2 separate regions of the Arachis hypogaea genome follow, and region 1 is linked to region 2. Evidence: chromatin contacts called from public Hi-C data. All regions are on one chromosome and are shown on one strand. The core of a region is the stretch at or near the end of the contact, and the rest is flanking DNA. Distances in the headings are between cores, read along the strand shown.

Region 1 (6,770 bases), core at 4,271-6,770, 67 kb after region 2:
ATGGATTCCAAGTTTGGAGGTTCGGTCGTGTCATTGAGTGCAAACCCCTGATTCTTCTTTGAGCCTTTTCCGGGGGTAGTCTTCTTCGGTGATGAAGGTGGAGGTGAAGGAGTAGGAGAAGTATTAGATTCTTGCTCTTCTTCTTCAACTACGGGTTTCTTGTTCTTGCCTCGGCCTGAACTCTTGTGGGCAATCACCTTTTTTCTCATGGTGGTTGTTTGTTTGGATGGTGGTGAAGGAGAAGATGATGAGGTTGAATGAATGTGGATATGAGTGTGGGTTTAAGGCGTTGATGGTTTTTGAGAAAGAAGAATTCTTTCACTCTTTCTTGGCGCGGTTTTCTTTTTCATAGTAATGGAGGAATGAAATATGAAAGGGTGTGATTGATAACCGAGTGGAGTGGGAGAGAAGCAAGGTGGGTGACGCATTAAATGAGGCTTGGAGAGAGAGAATGGTGGAGATAATGATCATTAGTGGGCGGTTAATGACCATTATGGGGTGGTTATTACCCAAAAAGATGATTTCCCTTTTAACTTTTGAAACCTAAAACTGAAAAGTTGTTGCCTTAAAACAAGGGATTGGATGGAGAGAGGGATTTGATTTGACAATAACCACTTCCAAGAAGATATGATGACACAAGGAAGAAGATTTTTATTTGCATAGAGAGATAACTACCAAAGCTGTTATGATGGGTTCATGGAATTTTGGTGGGGCCCATAAAATTTTGAATTCTGCGTTGCCTCCCCCTAGACCACAGCTTCTTCCATTATGCCATTATTTTCATCTCGTCCAAACCTACGAGCAAAACAGAACAGAGTCACACATTCACAAATTTTCAATGAAGCTTAAATCAAACATTCCCAAACTTTTTCTTAAGGTGCAGAATCTGTCTTCACAGAGAGGTTTTGTAAAAATATCAGCAATTCGGTCTTCAGATTTTACAAATTGAATATCAATAGTACCCTTTTGCACATGTTCCCTAATGAAATGATATTTTATCTCAATGTGCTTAGTTCTTGAGTGCAGAACAGGATTTTTTGAAATGTTTATAGCACTCATATTATCACAAAGTAAGGGTATACTATTGATTTTTAATTTGTAATCTTCTAATTGTGTTTTTAACCAAATTAATTGTGAGCAACATGCAGATGCGGAAACATATTCGGCTTCAACAGTGGATAAAGCCACTGTGGCTTGTTTCTTGCTTGACCACATGTTGAGTGAACTTCCAAGGAAGCAACACATGCCGGAGGTGCTCCTCCTATCCACTCGATCTCCCGCATAATCTGCATCACAAAAACCTACTGCACATAAGTCATCAGATTTAGGATACCATAATCCATAATTACAAGTTCCCTTAATGTATCTAATGATGCGTTTAACAGCCGTAAGGTGGGATTCTTTTGGATGAGATTGAAACCTTGAACATACACCCACACTTTGGACTATATCCGGTCTAGAGGAGGTAAGGTACATAAGTGAACCTATCATTCCTCTATACCTAGTTTCATCCACATCTTGGCTATCATCATCCTTTTCAAGTTTAGTATTGGGATGCATAGGAGTGCCCATTGATTTGGAATTTTCTAGGCCAAACTTTTTGATAAGTTCTTTTGCATACTTTCCTTGGTGAATAAAAGTACCACTAGGAGTTTGCTTAATTTGGAGGCCAAGAAAGAAAGTAAGCTCTCCCATTAAGCTCATCTCAAACTCACTAGTCATGAGTTTTCCAAACTCTTCACACAAGGAAACATTGGCCGAACCAAATACAATGTCATCAACATAAACTTGAACAAGAAGGATATCATCATTAGATGCTTTAATGAATAAGGTAGTGTCGGTGGTTCCCCTTTGAAAATGATTTTCCAACAAGAAGGCACTAAGCCTTTCATACCAAGCTCTTGGAGCTTGTCTAAGACCATAAAGAGCCTTAGTTAATTTAAAAACATGATTTGGAAATTCTTTATATTCAAAACCGGGGGGTTGAGCCACATACACTTCCCTATCAATAAAACCATTAAGGAAGGCACACTTAACATCCATTTGAAACATTTTGAAACCCTTATGGGCAGCATAGGCAAGAAGCAACCTAATTGCTTCCATTCTAGCTACCGGAGCAAAGGACTCATCAAAATCAATACCTTCTTCTTGATCGTAACCTTGGGCCACTAATCTAGCCTTGTTACGAACAACTTGTCCATCCTCACCAAGTTTATTTTTAAAAACCCACTTAGTACCCGTTACCTTCTTACCATCCAGATGAGGTACTAGTGTCCAAACTTTATTCTTGTCAAATTGAGCAAGCTCCTCTTGCATTGCTTTGACCCATGATGGATCTTCAAGAGCTTGTTTGACATTGTTGGGCTCTATTTGTGACAAGAGAGCAAGATTGCTAGGTTCGGTTGGCCTTTTGGTGGATGATCTTGTTGTTACTCATTGAGAGGGATCACCAATGATGAAGTCATGAGGATAACCCTTCATAGATTTCCATTCTCTAGGCTTTCGGACAGGTGTAGAGCTTTGATGAACTTCTGGTGGTCTCACTGTTTCAGTTGCTCGTGCCTGCTCAGGAGACAAAACGGAAGTTTCTCCTTCAATCTGACGAGACAAAACTGAACTGGCAGATTCTTCATTCTGGACAGATTTGGGATTTTCTTTGCTTGTTCCGGCTCCTTCTCCATCTGAATTATTATCAACTTTCCCAACAGCCACTATTTTTCCTTTTGCATCATCTCCAAAAGTGATAAGTCCTCCATCATATTCATCAAGCTTTATGAAGAAGGTTGTCTTTCCGGTCATATACTTAGAGCATCTGCTATCCATGTACCACATATTTTCTTTTTTCTTGGATGCTAGGCAGACCTACAAAATAAACTCAAGTGACCTTAGGTATCCAAATTTTCTTGGATCCTTTCACGTTAAACCATCTCTTATGTCCCAGATCATTGTAATAAAAAACAACCTTGTAAACTTTATCACCTATCATTCTTTCTCCAAAGAAACATTGAACTGAAAAATGACCACTTCGGTTACATAGTCTACAAAATCTTGGAGTTGCTGTTTTGTTAAAGGAATTTGGGTCTTAATACTTAACATCATTCGAAGATGAAGCAATGTTTTCAAAATGTGATTTTTCAGATTTATAAAAACCCTTTCTCTGTTTCTACATTTAAAGATTTTAGAGACTTAAAGTTAAACTAAGATTAACCACGAGTTTGAGAAAAGATAATAGAGTAATAATACCCTGTACAAGTGAAAATTAATAAAGCTTCACTTATAATCAAGAATTGGCAGCTACATAATTGGTTAGGTTCTATTGTATCAGTAAGCTATAAATATAGCTATCATGTATTTACCAAGGTACTGATTATATTTTCATTCGATAATACAAACACATATTTCTATTCATAATCTGTTCACACAAATCTCATCGGCTGTAAATGTCCCCTCCTTTGTTTGTAGAAGATATAAGAATTTTTTCATCTTACTCTCACTTCATATTTCTGATTATATGAGTTTGGTTTTTTGAGTTGTTAAAATCTATGTATTTCATCTCCTGTCTTTGTTTAATAATTTCCTTTATAACTATGTCGAATAAAAATTCATAATAAAAAAATGAATATTAGAAGTATTATTGCCTCCACTACTTCACCTTTCTCTTCTTTACATTTTTATTGTTATTGTCGTTGTTTTTTTTAGGAAAAGATTATTTCAATTTTTAATTTGAAATTATTTAATCAATTATATTAAATATATATTATTAAAATCAATCAATAAAATCAACATAAAATATTAATACGTATTAAAAATAAATTAACTAACATATTTTTATATAAAAATATATAATAATTAATTTTGATGATTAATTTTAAAATATATATAATACTTTTGTTATTTAATTTATAATTAAATTAAAATTATTGATTTAAATAATTTGTAGTTTGAGATCAAGTTGAAAAATAAGTAACGGTGGTGGTGGTAAAAATCGATGGATGATGATAACAGTGGAGGTGTTGAGGTAATTTTAATTTGAAAATAAAATTAATATCTGAATTAAAATTACACAGTTATTTTTGTATATCATCACTATACATAATATAAAATTTGTGTATCATCTTTATATCTTTGTTTAGTTGTTGTTTATGGTTATCAGAGACATAAAAACGATAATATATGTCTGTTATTTATTTGTAAGAAACAAATTTTAAAAGAATATATTAACACACAACAAAAAACAAAGTACATATATTTAGTGGCTTATAAAAAAGTTAAAGATACAAATATTATATATGAGACCATTTTTAAAATTTTACTTTCTAACCTTAGCTTATTGTATTGATCACCAACAATTTTTTTTAGAGATAAAATTAAGTTTTGATAAATAATATTTAAGTAAAGTATTGTTTTTGTTCTCAACATTTGGAATAAGTTTTAAAGTTGTTTTTTACGTTTGAATCGTCTTATTTAAGTCCTTAACGTTTTAAAATTGACTCACTATTGTCTTGCCGTTAGAAATAGAATTGACGGCGGAACAAAATTAAAACGATTTTGAAATGCTAGGAACTTAAATAGGACGAACGTTTGGGACAAAAACGATACATAAAAATAAATTTTAATTTTATCTTTCAATAACATCAATTTTTTATGGTACATAATTATTCAATTATTTTTTAATCACAAGTAAATTACAATTAATTACTTTAATTGTATTCTAAATAAATTTATTTTTTTATAATTTTACTTCTAAAAATTTTTACTCATCATAAAATGTTTATAAAATAACTAGTACATAAATTTGTGGGGAAAAATGATACATATACAATAAAATAATACGATTCTAGTCATTTTACAAACATTTTATTACGAGTAAAAATTTTTAAAAGTAAAATTATAAAAAAAATTATGTGATTAAGTGTAATTTATTTAAATGTGATTAAAAAATAATTAAATTACTATGTACAGTAAAAAATTGATATTAGTGAAGAATAAAATTAAAAGGTATTTCTATGTATCATTTTTGTCCCTAATATTTTCGTCCTATTTAAGTCTTAATATTTTAAAATCGTCTCAATTTTATCCCATCATCAATTTCGTTAACAAATTTCTAACAGCAAAACAACGTTAAATTAATTTTAAAACGTTAAATATAAAACAATTCAAACATTAAGAACAACTTTAAATCTTACTCCATTAGTCACAAAAACGACTACTTTACTCAAAAATATCCTCATTTCTTGTTCTTAATGTCTTAATAGTTAATATCCATATATTTACGTGTGCATATTTTCATTATTCTGTAACAAACTAACAATAAAAAACACCCTTTTGGACAGTATAGCACACAGCACACACACATGGCTTCATCCTCCACTTCCAGCCCCCTTCTATGTGGATGCACATGCACTCACTTTATATAAAAAAAATCCTGACGTCACGTCGTCTTAACTCTACACTGTGCTCTGGAGATTCGCCTGACCCCACGTCCACAAAAGGGCGTAGCCGTAACTGCCGTTCCAAAACGCGATTCTCTCTATTTTTTTCTCTCCTACCCCCACTCCCACCCACACTCACGTGACCCCCTTCCATTCTGCCAGCCTGTTAACGCCTAGATAGTAGATACCATTATTCTCTTAATCTCTGCGTTCATTCATTGATTCCCCCTCGCAAACCAACGGTCCAGATTCACTCACCCCTCCGCCCCCACTCAAATTTCACCATCACTCCCCCAACCCCAAGTTCTTTCTCCCTTCTCTAAGCTCTCTGCTCTCTCATTCTTTTATTATCATCAAATCGTTAAATTAACACACAACACAAAACAGCTCAATAATAAGTGGAACTTCAAGGTAGAAGCTACGCTGAAGTGAAACGTGAGTTTCTTCCCGGCGTGGCTCTTCTTCGCTCTCGGGAGATACCTTACGTCTCTCACTTCACTTCAATCACAACCGCATTGCATTGTCTTCTATCAGGTTCGTTCCTCTGAGATTCACTTTAAATTCTATAGATCTAAGCTTCGAGTATTGCTCCATCGTTGCAAATTTCTGTTTCACTGCATTTTGGTTAAGTGCTAGGTTTCTCGGTAGTTTAAGTTTGGATTTGTAATTTAGGTGTCAATTTGTTCTCGTTGTGGATCTGTTTCTGGATTTGAGCTTAGCTTTCTATTATTTCAACTTTGGGGGATTTCTTTATCTGAAGCTGTCCGTACTACAAGATAATGATGACGGTTAGAGAAATGGAAAAGAAAAGATAAACAGAAAAGTTTTTGCTTAAAAATTTTATTTTTTAAATGTAATTTTGATTCCCGGGTTTTAAATGCTGGTGATGTTTCGGGCCTGTTGTTTGAATGTGAAATCTTTGCTTTCTTTATTTTTCAATTTTGTTTGATGTTGATGCTGCTGAGGAGTTTCGCAATTTTGGTTGGACGAAAACGACTAAGGTCCTTTTTGTGCAATTGTGATGCCTATTGGGGGAGGGGGGTGTCGTGGGAATGGAATGTTTGGTTTTTGTATCTATTTCGCAAAAATGTGATGCGCCTAATCATTTCAGTTTGCTTGCAACTAAGATTGGTGAAAACACTAGTTAAGCTCTGAATGCTTAATTGTTTTGCAGTATAACACACGAAAATCATTGATTTTTAATTTTTTTTTTTGGTTGCTTTTCCACCCTGTTTTTGACATGCAAAATTTGGAACTTGTAATTTATGACCTGGCAACTGTTTTTTCAAACTTAATTGGCAAATTCTCTTCCTAACCTTTTCTTTATATATAGTTAAG
Region 2 (6,902 bases), core at 1,056-3,555:
TTAATAAAAAATACAAAATATAATATTATTTATTTATTTTTTATTTTTTCACAGTTTTATTAGTACTAAAGAGGAGGGCTCCTGTGATATATATAGTTTCCAGCTCTATCATTTTAAAAGTTAAATGCATCTTATATCTAACCGTTATAAGTCGTTTGTAATTGATAAATCATTCTAAGTCTCTGCGTGCGTGCTTTTTTCCTTACATGCATTATTTTCTTTTTTATTTACTTTTTTTTCCTCCTCTTCTTCTTTTGTTATATGTTTTTTTTTTTTGTCAAAATATACTCCATCCATCAAAGATAGAGTAAATTTAATTTCATCTGAACAAGTTATACATCAACAAATAAATTCACATAAAAACAATATCCATTTCATTATAAATTGTGTCGGCATTTGATAGCTTATAATAAAAGAATCTCGTTAGGAAGCCAATAAAATATTTATACAATATATACAATAAGTTATTTATTTGGTTCAATATAAATTAAAAAATGAATATTCAGAATAAAATATTACTAATTTATCAAACATAATACACTTATACTATCCAAAATAACCATCCAAATACTAGAAATAATAAATATCTGATATTCTACTAAATCAAACATTCCTATACCCCAATTATACACATTATATAGATACTCCGTTAAATTTCTATACTTCCTCATAATAAAAATGATGGCAATATATAATAAGTGGTCATACTCATGAATAACGATAAAGGAACAATAGTAGTAGTAGCCTAGTAGGTGAGTCCTCTTAAGAGCCAGCTGCCTGGTGTGTTGGGAATATATATGTATATTTATTGGAACGGATAAGGAGCTTCAATAATGATAATAATAAGTGAAGTGCCTTTGTTTAATTTATGGAGGACAATGTAATAATACTTTTTTTTTGTGGTGCTAAATGCTAATGTTTACATACCACTCTCAAACTAGCCTCCTTACACTGAATCGGGGAAGACAATGATATGTACCAACCCATTAAAGTGTCTCTAATTCCAGGCAAAATATGTGTATGGCAGCGAGTAGTCTGGAAGTGGTACCAATAATTTAATGTTTATTCCAATGTCATGTCATATCCCATCATTATTAATTTTAACACCATCTTAATACACTTTTTTTTTTCACTATTATTTAACAAGAATAATGATATGTATAGTAGTAATAACAAAGGGCGGTAAAGTAATAAACATCGTATTATGAAAAATCTTATGTTAAATTATTTTTATAACCATGGTACTGTTGTTATCTTAAATAATAGATAAAGGCCAAATACGCATATAAATTATATTGAGCAAAATATTATTTTTATTAATTAACGGTAGATTATTTGCAGAATTCTTACTCAGAAAACTGGCTATATAACATTTATTTATTTATTTATTTTTTCTCCCTTAATAACAAAGAGCAATGCCAGCAAATAGAACAACATGGTCAATGGAATTCTACACATCGACATCTTAAGTTTATGCAACGGAGCCAGCAGCAGGGGCCGCCATGGCAATCGGAATCATGCTTACAATGCATATCCAACTGTAATTCATCCCTGAAAAACATGCATTTTCCGTAAAAGATCTTTTTTAAGAGTACAATTAGATAAAAAGAAGAGACTTTTACTATATTTAATTATTTATAGAGAACGTGTGTAATATCTTTCTTTTTTACTTTATTGTTTATTCCCCATTGAAAAGTAAAATATAGAATTCACATTATCCTTTCCATGATACTTAATTAGCCCCTTTTTTTTCTAAAATAAATAATTACCTTTTCTTCTTTTAAAATGTTTTTATTTTATTTTGTGGTTAATATTAGACAGGATTACTTAATCAATATTCAATAATGTTCTTGGATGGATTATATGATATATCACACAAAACACCCTCCTTTGTCATTTTTTTTTTTACGCATTTGCATAATATATGATATTTTTTTTTTTTTTGTAAGTAAATGGGACCGGCGGAGCTCAAAATTACATACTCGATACTATGGAGGGCAAGAGGACCCCTCTCACATCATCAAAGATGATTTTATTTAATTAAGTTGAGTTAGTCTAGTGGTTAACTCACTAGTTCGGTTAACTAAATGTCGGAAGTTTAAATTCCGCCTTGTGTATGCAGCAAGCTATTGGCCAACGACAAACTCTTAAATAAAACTCTGACAACAGATTAATTTTTAACCTACCGAATTTTAGAATACCGTAGGAAAAAAAAAAGGATGATTTCCGTTAGACCTGTACATGGTTTATCAACAAAGTGGAAACCTAGGTTCATGTCAAAACTATTTGCCTGTATGATAGATGGCATACTACATTTGAGAGGGAATGAGAATAATGAAGAATGAACAAAAACAAGGTCTTTTCGAGGCCTAGGAATTGTATTCTTTTGTTTTTGTTAGACCAGGAAATGTATTCTAACGACTCTTACAATTGGTGTATCATGGGCCTGATTTTGGGCTTACACACATTCTGAAAGTCCTTGTACCAATTCAAATTTGTTATTGTTTTATTGAACTAGATTAGTATTTAGTGATCCAACAAAAACATAAATTAATTTCTTTTTTTATCTCTTATCTTTATTTTTTTTACTAAAGATAAGAAGATTCGAACTCGCAATTTCTTAAGTGAATATGAAAAGAATACGTCATTTGAGTTATAACTCATTGGCTTGTATCTCTTATCTTTAATGTTTAAATATCAATTAAAACATATTAACTATCCACAAACTATAATTAAAATGATATAATCTCTCTTTCTTCACTTAGAGATCTCAAATTTAAATCTCAACAGTTGCAACTGATAAAAAAAACTCCTAGCTTAATGCTGCCTAATAAAATTGAACCCTGCTTATTAGTTATTAGTTATTACTAACCTTTTCTTTTGAAGTCAGATTTACAATCACAGAAACCGTTGACACATAAACAGTCACCACACTGCCTGTTAGGTGTGCATGATGGTTGAATCAACTTTGTTTCTGCGTTTGGATGTTCTGATTCAGCTTTTAGACCTGAAATATATTCCATTTTTTCATTAAATATAATAGCGGGTTATATAAATAATCCTATAGCGGTTGAATAATTCATAATAATAAAAAAGTACTTAACTTCAATATAAACTCTAAGGCTGCATTTATTTACAGAGATAAGATATTGATATAAAAATATAAAAATATAAAATTATATTTGATAGAGAAAATATGAATAAAAACAATATATTCAGAGACATCAAATTAATGTATTTTATATCCATTCTAACAGGAACAACACAAAAACACTAACAAAAGATATAATTTATTTTTAATTTTTTTATTATTTTTGTTAATTTTTTATAATTATATTTTCTATTATTATATTTTTTGTCTCAAATTTTTTGAATAAAAAAACTAAGAATAAATTAAATTCTCATAATTTGTTTTAGTTTATCACCAAATAAAATATAAAAACATAAAAATTTATGTCTCTTTCTTCACATATTGAGTATTCTTCTATTAAGGAAAATGTAATGAAATATTTAGTTAAAAACAGAACAAATATCTTACTGTCTTGATCAGTTCTTTCTTGCTGCACATATTATCTCTTATGTTTTATTTGATTTCGAGAATAAGACAAGATAAGATATTGAGAATAAGACATAAAAGATATTTTAATTTCTGGAAAAGGGGAATAGCCGGATAGGAATCAATAAATAGGAATTTTCGATATCTGTGTAATAAATATAGATAACTAACTGTTTTAAAGTAATAAATAAGGCTGTTTAGAGGATAGGACATTAAAATAAAGACATTAAAATATAAAATCGTATTTGATAGATGGTATATAATAAAAATATTGTATTTAAAAATATTAAATTAGTATATTTTTTGTCTATTCTAATAAAAAAGACATAAAAACACAATTTATTTTTATTTTTTATTATTTTCTTTAATTTTTATAATTATATTTTTTATTATTATATATTTTTAAAAAAATTTTAAATAAAAAAATAAAAATAAATTATATTTTTATAATTTTTTTATAAAAATACTAAATTTTATTTCTTTGATTTTTTTATTATCTTATTTTATCATATTCTCAAAAATAAACGAGTCTAATAAATAATGGATAGATATTTTTTGTTAACAGGTAATTAGAATAATTTCATCCATCTTCGAGACAAAATAATTCATTCACAAAGGAAGTTAAGTAACTAACAATAAAGTTAATGAATTCAACGGAATATTGCGTGCTTGTGGATATTTGGGAAACGAAGTTTTGATGTGATACTATCATCGTATATCAATAAAAGATTTTTCTGTAATAATTACTTTAATTTTGTAAAGTTACACTAAATTATTTTTTTTATTTTGATTTCAATTGTTGGTTGAAATTTTAAAAATTATATTGCTTTTAAATAGAAGAAAGAAAGAAGCATGAAGGAATAAGGATCAGTTATGTAAATAAAAAATAAAAAAATTAAGGAGCAGTTTTTAAATCTTTACTTTTCGCTGGATCGGAGCAATTATATCTTTTATTACAGGGAAAATTAGAAAAAAGAAATTAGGAATATCACAAAAGCTACTACAAAATCATATTTCCTACAAGTATAGACGAGTTATATGAAGTTAGAAAAATTACCTGAAGCAAAAACCAAGAGGAGGACAACAAAGCAACCAAGCTTAACCAAAAACCTGTTCATTTTTCGTTGAGTAGAGATTAGCTCTTCTTTTCTTTGTGCAATACTTGGGGTGATACGTGTGTTTTTATCAAGGTTGCGAGAACCGGACCGATTAATAAACCGATGAGGTTATTGGTTCAATGATTTACTGATTCGATTAGAATTTAACTGGAGTTCATCCGGTTTAATTAAATATTGAATAAAATTATTAAAAAACCTAAAAATAATTTTAAATATATAAATTCAATAATTTCTAACTTAATAAAATTTAAATTTCACATAATAAATTATCCATAACTTAATATTAGAGGTTCACAAACAACTTCAAACATCAAAGTTTATAACTAAACAACTTCATAGATCATTAAGGAAGAGAAATATAGTGATACTAAGAATTTGAAAAGTGCCACGTTCAATTCTTAAGTAGCAAATTTAAAAACAGAGCAATTTCTAAAATTTGGGCAGCAAATAGCAGCAAAATATAAGCACATGAATCCAAAAATTGCAATTAGCATGAAAAAAGCATGGATTGCATGTACAGAGGCAGCATCAAACTTAATTTCACAAGTACAGTTCAGCAGGGCAGCAGGTAGAATCAGGTCACATGAAACAGAAATAGCACAACAATTATCACACCAACATCATTCAGCAAACAAGCAGTATTAAGCCATGTTGGATAATCAAGAACGGAGCAATTATTATGCCTAGAATTCTCTAACCATAACCTAGCTACCTAACAGCTTATATATCTATCTATCCTAACAAACAGAATTAATCAGCAATCTAACTAAAATTAACAACAGAATTAATAAAAGAAAGTAAAGAAATAGAACAGGAAGCAGGGATGAGGCAGGGGACCTGGAATGTAGCAGAGACAGAATGGGAAATTGAAAGGGGAAGAAGAGCAGAAGTAGTGCCGCCTAGAGTTGGTGGTGGCCGGCGGCTGAGCTCGCTGCGGCGCGAGCGGCGGAACGATGCAGGGCAGAGAGATTCAGCTTCTCTCTGTGGCAGTGACGAGAGCTGAGGAGGGGAGCAGAAGCAAATCAAAATTGCAAACACATAAATCAGAAAATCAAAAACCATGAACAAATAAATAATTCTTCAAAATCATGAGGCAGCAAACAAGCAAATCAAAATTGCAAACAAATAAATCAGAAAATCAAGCACATGAAATCAGAAGGCAGAGAAGAGGAATAACCGAATAAGTGAATAAGAGAGTATTACTTACCAGCGGCAAGTAACGGCGACGAAAGAGGAGGCGAGCTCGGCGACGACGAAAGCGGAGGCGAGCTCGGCGACGACGAAAGAGGAGGCGGTGGTGGTTGCGGTGGTCAACGCCGTCGTTGCTGTGGCTGTGGGATGCGGTGACAACGGCGATGGGCTGCTCGATTGATGGTGGTGGCGACGTCGTGATTCCTCTTCTGGCTTCTGGTGTTACTGAATAGTGAAGATTAAGGCTGTGAAAAATTGAAGATTGATTAGGGCTTCGTTGTTTAGGCATTTAGCCTTTCTTTTTTTTTTTTATAAAATAAACAAAACGACACCGTTTAGGGGTTTTACCTTCAAACCAAAAATCCGTTAAAAAATCGGATGGTTCGACCGGTTGACCGGTTAATTGCCGGTTCGACCGATTTTTCACCGGTTTTTTATCAAGCGGTTTTTGATTTTACTTGGACTGACTAGATGACTGGTTTCTGATTAATTCAGTTGAACCGATTGGTCCAATTTGGTTTTTAAAACCATGATTTTTATACTTGAATCATGACTCAAGTTCATTGATTCTAACAATTACATTATTTAATATTTTACATGCATTAACTATTATTCAACTATTTAAATTAAATATACTAGTTAATTAGAAGCAATATGTACTTGAATAACCAGTTTAAATAAACAACTTAATTAAGTTATTTAAAAAAAATAATTTAAAATAATAAATATTTATATTAAAAGAATAAAAGTAACTTATAAATAAGTTATTTTTGTGTTTGATTTTTTAGTTTTAAAAATATTTATTTTAAAAGAAATGTCATAAAAAAATTTATTATGAAAGAAGTTATTTTTTTAATTTCTCTATAAGGACTTAAATAATTTCTTAGAAAGCTACAATTTGATTTTAAAAATTGTACGATACATTAATATTACTACTCTTTATAAGTCAAAAACTCAAAAAAATAACTTTTAAAGTTTCTCAAACGAACCCTAAGAGTTTAATTAAAAATTCATTTTAAAAACAGAGATTAAATAAT

Evidence for each region. Hi-C and Micro-C count contacts between places; a contact is called where the count stands out from the background.
Region 1: a Hi-C map of leaf shows a contact between it and region 2, with 1.8 times the contacts expected there. The contact joins the promoter of LOC112796199 here to the enhancer-like site in region 2. A contact is called at or near these places in 2 of 8 Hi-C or Micro-C datasets (leaf and an unstated tissue).

The regions. Positions count from the first base shown.
Region 1 is chr4:9,957,103-9,963,872 of arahy.Tifrunner.gnm2.J5K5, forward strand. LOC112796199 (dihydroceramide fatty acyl 2-hydroxylase FAH1) reads left to right here and starts at 5,521. Exons shown (of 7, transcript XM_025838547.3): 1 at 5,521-5,966.
Region 2 is chr4:9,893,151-9,900,052 of arahy.Tifrunner.gnm2.J5K5, forward strand. No RefSeq gene overlaps it. Among protein-coding and RNA genes, the nearest start is that of LOC112794194, 9.9 kb to the right of the region's middle. Within about 2 kb of position 2,306, at least 3 of the 3 cell types and tissues checked have open chromatin away from gene starts, as enhancers often do.